Linked DNA regions of Mus musculus: region 1 is linked to region 2. Evidence: chromatin contacts called from public targeted proximity ligation data. All regions are on one chromosome and are shown on one strand. The core of a region is the stretch at or near the end of the contact, and the rest is flanking DNA. Distances in the headings are between cores, read along the strand shown.

Region 1 (3,762 bases), core at 123-2,622, 1.2 Mb after region 2:
CCGGGTGCTGGGATTACAAACAATCTGTCCCACCCACTCTTTACATAGGTGCTAAGAATTTGAACTCAGTCCCCACACTTGTGTGGCCATCATTTGACACATTGAGTCATCTCCTTAGCACCCAAATAAATAAATAAATTTTAAAAGCCTTACTTACACCCTCTAAAAAGACCTAGAGTTTTTGAGTAACACAAATAACATATATGCATCCAGTGCTCCTTGGTGGTCTTTAAATGCCGCTTTAAATGGAATGGAATGGAATGGTCCTATCAACAACAAAGCCTTTTTCTCTTTATAAGTTAATTGCCTTGCATCCTTCATTATAGTAATGACAGTTGACTGTTGTGGATACTAGAAAACCACCTTACTTAGAAAATAAGGGGAGGGGAGTCGAGCCCTTACACTCTCTTCTCCTCTGTGTCTTCTGTGTCCCTGTGCATTGGAGGGATGACAATGCAAAAACTCAAGTATCCACTGTCACTTAGCAAAGGGTGAAGGTAGGGATGTTAGCAGGAGAATGGAGAGCAAGAGATCTGCCTGCCCCAGAGCTGGCAGCTGCCCATGGAAACCAGAGTCTGAAGAAAGGGCAAACCTTTGATGGATAGAAAGGAACAGTTGGGGGGACTGGGAAGATGACTTGGTGGGAAGGAGCACTTGCCGTGCTAGCATAAGACCCTGAGTATGAACTCCAACACTAGTGTAAAAGCTGAGAATGGCCCTGTATTCCTGTAACCCCAGCATTTGCAGGACAGAGATAGGCAGATCCTAGGAGCTCATTGCCTGGCCTGCCTAGGTGAAACTGTGAGCTTTAGGTTCAGAGAGAGACCCTGTCTCACATGCTCAGAGTTGTATCCTACCACCACCACCACCACCACCACCACATGCATACATCTCCACAGCTTTTGTTTGTTTGTTTCTTGAGACAGAGTTTCAACAGCCCTAACTGTCCTGGAACTAACTCTGTAGACCAGGCTGGCTTCAAACTCAGAGATCCATCTACCTCTGCCTCCCAAGTGCTGGGATTAAAGGCATGCACAAGCATGCTCAGCCAGAATTAAAAAAAAAAAAAAAATGAAACAATGTACGGTTTTAAGATAGAAAGACTTAAAGAAAGTGACAGAGGTATAGCCACACTGGACCTGTGGGACACAGCAGGGACTGATGTGGATAACTTAAGGGACTCATGAGACCTGAAAAAAGGATGCCCAGGAATGAGACCTCATGTGCCTGCTCTGCCACCTGTCAGACATCTGTGCCTGGACTCAGTGGTAGCTGCTGGGAGAGTTGCTGGGTAGCAACTGTCAGAAGAGTGAGGTCAGCTGTGGAGCTGGCAGCATGGGGAAGTGGGGCATCTGGGGCAAGGCAGGACAGGGCAGGGCAGGGCAGAGCAGGGCAGGGCATCTTAACAGACTCCCTAATGACCTGGCCCCAGCTGGTTATAGATGTCCTGCGTGTTTGGAATTTGCCCTAACCACTTCTGGATGGTGCTTTATCAGACTCCATTTGTGGTGGCTAATTGCTGTTTTCTGGCTCAGAGGTTACACCAGGGAGATCCACAGCCTGGATCCACAGCAACACTGGCACCAAGCAGGTGTGTCAGGCAAGGTGGTTATTAAACCATTTGCAAAGAATGTGTGTTAGATGGGGCTGGGAGATCCCGAAGGCAACTGGAGGCTTGCTTGTCATTGTTCCCAGATGGCACAGCACAGTTCACTAGCAGACATATACTGAATGACTACCTTGTTAAATCATTCCTTTTCAGTCCTTCTCCTTCATGCTATTAAGAGATCCAGTAAACATGAAGTGGGTGAGGCTGCTGGCTGCAGAGCCTGGTGGGTTGTTTTTTTTTTTTTTTTTTTTTTTTTTACTGTGAACTTGGTTTTCCATTTTTGTTTCTCAAGTACAAAGAACAGGCTAAAAGAATGGTATGAAAGCTGCTACAGGAAATAAGCTAAACTAGGAACAGAGAAATTTCTTACCAAGTATAACACACTGTGAATAATTGCATGGGTTGTACTTTCAGATAAATGTCAGTGCAGTACCTCTGTTTCAGGGGCATCACCACACATGTGTAATAAGTAAGTGATCACCAGGTAATAGGAAAGCAGGCCCACTGTCAGATGAACGATCCTTCAGAGACCTAAGTATAATGCAGTATGCAGCACCATGTGTGCTGCCAAGTGACCGATGAACCACACCATTTACCTGGATCCATCTTTCTTGCCTCCCCTTTTTTCTCTCTCCTTCCCTCTGCAGCCCCCCCGACCCAGCCTTGCCTTGCTCAGGAAACAAAAGATTGGGAAACTGTCCCCCTTGTTCAGGCTTTTAGAAGCATGAAAAACACCCTGGCAGGCTTTGCAGGAATATAACAAAAAACAACTGGCTCAGGTTGTTCGGTTCAGGGTGGAAGCCAAGAAAACTCATTTCAGATACGGAATCTTAAAATTTTCTGAGCACTCAGGGAGGTGGCCAGTTCAGGATCTGAACTGTGTCCCAAAAGGAGATTATACATTTTTAAAGGCTGGGTTCTGAGTCCTGCATGACCTTGGGAGAGATGGTGGTATAATATGGTTTCCCACCCCCCGGAGCAGAGCCAGTAGGAAGTGGGCCTCCACAAGTGCTGAAGGTTGCTGGGCTTAAGGCTTGTTTAAATAATAATGTATATATTTCACTTCATGTTCTTTCTTCTGGAAATACTTTCCCTCCCAAGGTTAATGACTCCGTGATAATTAGAAATAGTGCGAGTCTGGGACCTGAGGGTGTGTGTGTTCCTCAGCAAAAATGGTAACTGCTGTGACCTTCAAGACAGCTCTTAAGGCTGTGGGAAAGAACTCTAAAAGTATAAGTTAAAAAAATATATAATTTCTCAACTATGCAAAATATGAATTCTATGAGGGGCTTCACAAACCTAAAAGAATAAAGGCAGGTGCACTTATAAGCCAGCTTGTCAGAAAGATACAGAGGCAGGCAGATTCCTGAGGCCAAGGTCAGCCTGGGATAAAACAAGTTTAGGCCCAGGAGTTGCCATGTTTTTTTGTTTTTGTTTTTGTTTTTTTTTTGTTTTTTTGTTTTTTTGTTTTTTTTTTTTAAAGATTTATTTATTTATTTATTTAAAGTACACTGTAGCTGTCCTCAGACACTCCAGAAGAGGGAGTCAGATCTCGTTACGGATGGTTGTGAGCCACCATGTGGTTGCTGGGATTTGAACTCCTGACCTTCGGAAGAGCAGTCGGGTGCTCTTACCCACTGAGCCATCTCACCAGCCCGTTTTTGTTTTTTTTTAATGTACTTGTTGCCTTTTCTAAAGATCAATGGGCTAAGGTTATAAAATGCTGATTCATGGAATAAACCGAAGGGAACCTGGGTGGATGATTGAACTGATATGCAAATAAAAGACTGAGTTTTCATCAGCTAAGCTATCTAGAGAACAGAAGCAGAACACAGAGCTGTCAGCTTGCACCCCACAATTGTCTTCGAGACCTTCTTTTACTGCTCCCAAACACCCCTTCCTCAGGAACCCCTCTCCAAGCTGAGGCTGATCCTTGCCAGATGGGAACATAAAGCAAGGGTGAGCTGGGGTGAGCTGCAAGGCTATCCCATTGTATTTTGACATTATGGGTTAAGCATGGGAGAACCTATCGGAGACTGGATTGTATCCAGGGCACCTGGCTTCAAAGTCCTTACTTCATTATCTTAGCCATTAGGTCTGGAGCTCAGAGTGATATGGGGACAAAGTAGCCGGTCCTTTGTATGTAGTTAATT
Region 2 (3,374 bases), core at 730-3,229:
CTGCGCCACCATGCCCGGCTGGGTTCCTCATTCTTTATCTCCAGAACAAGTGGGCAATCTACGTAGCCCACGTAGCCATCCTCCCAGTGATTCCTGTTGCTTTTGTACTAAACAAAGATACTGGCCCATGATGGGCAGGCTATGCCTGTGCCTTTCCAGCATCTGTCTGCAAAACCTTATCTTCTTCTCTTGTGATCTAGACTTCCACCCACGGCCACCTCTATTTCCTTATTTCAGGCCATTCTGTTTCTTGTTTGACACTGTCCCTTCTTTGTTCTCTCCAAATCTCTTTGACTCAGTGACCCATCACCTACTACCTCCTTAGATCCCTGTTTGACTGTCAGGGAGGCCTTCCTGGGTTGTATAACTGTCCTTGTCAACTAGGAAGTGAGTTCAAGGTTACCCTAACAACTTAGACTATCTCAAAATAAAATGTAAAAAAAAAAGGCTGGAGCCCGGCAGTGGTAGCATGTACCTTTAATCCCAGCACTTGGGAGGCAGAGGCAGGTGGATCTCTGAGTTCAAGGCCAGCCTGGTCTACAGGGTGAGTTCCAGGACAGCCTGGGCTACACAGACAAACCCTGTCCTGAAAGAAAGAAAAAGTCTGGAGCTGCAGCTCAGCACCAGAGTTTTCCTAACACATGTGACACCTTAGCTTCGAACAGTCTGTAAGTACCCAACACAGCTCGTTACCATCAACTCCACTCTGTACAGGGATGCTGGGCATCAGCATGCAGCTCCCCAGTAACTGTAAGTTGCACAATAGACCAGGTCAGTACGCTCACCTTTGCATCCCAGGCCTCCAGCAGGGTCAGCACATACTATACCCTCATTAACACTTGCTGAAAAAAAAAAGGATAGCTGTTCCAGACAATGTTGTCTATTCAGTCCTAGAACTCACTCTCTAGACCCTGCTGACCTCCAATTCACAGAGATCTTTCTGCCTCTGCCCACCAACCCATCCCGGTGCTGTTATTAAGGACATGGGTCAATACTTCTGATTTATTCACTTTTATGTGCATTGGTGTTTTGCCTGCATGTATATGTCTGTGTGAGGGTGCCAGGTCCCTTGGAACTGGAGTTACAGACAGGTGTGACCTGCTATGTGGGTACTGAGAATTGAATCTGGGTCCTCCAAGGAGACTAGCCAACTGCTCAGCCATCTTTCCAGCACAGCTATTTTCTAAACACATAAATGCCCATGGCCCCCCCAGTTAGTAATATTGTATGAGATATATAATTGTACACATTTGTCCATTTCACAAAGCTGAGGAAGTCTTAGCTCAGAGAGATTACCTGAACTGTCCAAGACCAAACACTAAGCACCGGGTGATTAGACTGCTGGGTCTCAAACACTGTTGTAATTCGACTCAAGATAATATATTCATGAGCTGTAGGCTTGTGTTTGAACTAGGCCTGGCTTTGTAGCCCAAAGATTTGAAGTCCCATCACTAGACTCAGCACTGGATGAGTACGCTTCAGTTTCCCCATCTGTAAAATGGAACCATGCAGTGCTGCGCAAGTGGAAAGCTAGAAGGGAGTTTCTCTATTATGTAGCCCTGTCTTGATAGCTCACAAAATTCGGTCTGTGACCAAGGTCTCCCACTCTTTAGTCTCGTCCTGCCCACCCTCAGTTCCAAGTCCTCCTGACCAGGAGGCGTGGGAACCGATCTCCAAGGACTTCTACGTTGTGAATCCTCCCACCCACCTTCCTCCCTCCCAGCTCCAAAGGGTGCAGGGTCGAGTGGGGAGATCAGGGATTACAGAACTTGTGTCACGTGCTCGGTGAAGGGGGCGGGGTCCTGCGGGCTCCGTGGCTGGTGAGCAGAGCACCGCGGGAAGCGATCCCTGGATCGGGGCAGGACCTGCTCACCTGCAGACTCCGGGGTTGGGAGGGCGCCTGCTGGGGAGGGACGGCTGCTTCCACTCACCGGCTCACGGTAATTCCCTCTCTCCGCGCCCAGGCTCCGCCCTCCATATGCGGAGCCAATCGGTGGCCGTCTACTGAGTTTTCCGCCCACCAAAGAGGCATACCACCTCAAGATTGGCCAGTGTGTATGTGCGGGTAAAGCCACTAGGGCGACGTTGGTCACGTGAGTGGCGCTTCTTAAAGCAACAGCTCCTTTGGGTTAGCTAACAGGTGTGTGTTCCCTGGCTTACACTGAATTAGAGTTCACCGCATAAAACAAGCTGGTCTTGAACTAATAGGCCTTCCTTTGCTTCCAGGATGCTGGGATCAAAGGTGTGTGCTACCATACCGCTTTCTAGTTTCTGATCTTAAAAAAAAAATTTGAGCTGGTGAGATGGCTCAGTGGGCAAGAGCACCCCACTGCTCTTCTGAAGGTCAAGAGTTCAAATCCCAGCAACCAAATGGCGGCTCATAACCATCCGTAATGAGATCTGACTCTCTCTTCTGGAATGTCTGAGGACAGCTACAGTGTACTTATATATAATAAATAAATAAATCTTTTTTAAAAAAAAAGTTTAATTCTGTATGTGTGCTTGTACTTGCAAATAAGAGAACAACTTTTGAGGGCCAGGTAGTGGTGGAGCATGCCTTTAATCCCACAAAAAATACGGGGGGTGGGGGGGGGGAGAGGGCAACTTTGAGGAGTTGATGCTCCTGTAGGCACCAACAGTGGAACTCAGGTTGTTGGGCTTAAGCAACAAGCTCTTTTACTTGTCTTCACCACTTCACCAGTCCTGCATAAAGCTGGATACCGTTCACTTGGTAACATGCTTGTCTAGTACTTGCAGGACATGAACTAGCCAGCACTTGGGGGCTGAAAGTGGGAGGATAAGAAGTTCAGTATTATCCTTGACTAAATATCAAGATTAAGGCTAACCTTGGATATAGGAAACCCTAAGAAAGTAAAATTTATTTACTGTGGTTTAGGTGATCCAACCTACAGCTTTGCATTTGATAGACAAATGTTCTGCCACTGAGCTATATCCTCTATTTATTTTTTATTTTTAAACACACTGGTTGTATAAGGCAAGGTTATCTGGAGTCACAGAACGAATGGGTAGTCTCTATATAGTAAGGGAATTTGTTGATGATGTACACAGTCTGTTGTCCAACTCTCCAACAACGGTCAGCAGGAGCTGTGAATGGAAGTCCAAGAATCTAGCAGTTGCTTAATCCCACGAGGCAAGCAGAAGAAGAGAGAATTTTCCTTTTTCCAATGTCCTGATTGTAGGTCTCCAGCAGAAGGTGTGGCCCAGGTGTGCCAGCAAGTCTGGATCTGGGACTTGATTTGTCTCAGATGACCTTGCACTCAGAAATCTCCTTGCCTTAGTCTCCTGGGATTCATAGCCACTATGCCTCAAGATCTCCATGCCAAGAGCCAGGTCAGAAACTTGTATCTCCCAGC

What was found.
Region 1: a contact with region 2 is called in a targeted proximity ligation map of pancreatic cancer cells. A contact is called at or near these places in 5 of 39 promoter capture datasets (the 3T3-L1 cell line, frontonasal cranial neural crest, hippocampal neurons and 1 more) and 2 of 130 datasets of targeted methods (bone marrow-derived dendritic cells and pancreatic cancer cells).

The regions. Positions count from the first base shown.
Region 1 is chr19:9,964,924-9,968,685 of GRCm38.p6, forward strand. No RefSeq gene overlaps it. Among named protein-coding and RNA genes, the nearest start is that of Gm41806, 3.9 kb to the right of the region's middle.
Region 2 is chr19:8,784,337-8,787,710 of GRCm38.p6, forward strand. It overlaps Taf6l (TATA-box binding protein associated factor 6 like), which reads right to left and starts at 1,980. Exons shown (of 12, transcript NM_146092.2): 1 at 1,874-1,980; 2 at 786-842. The coding sequence starts at 793.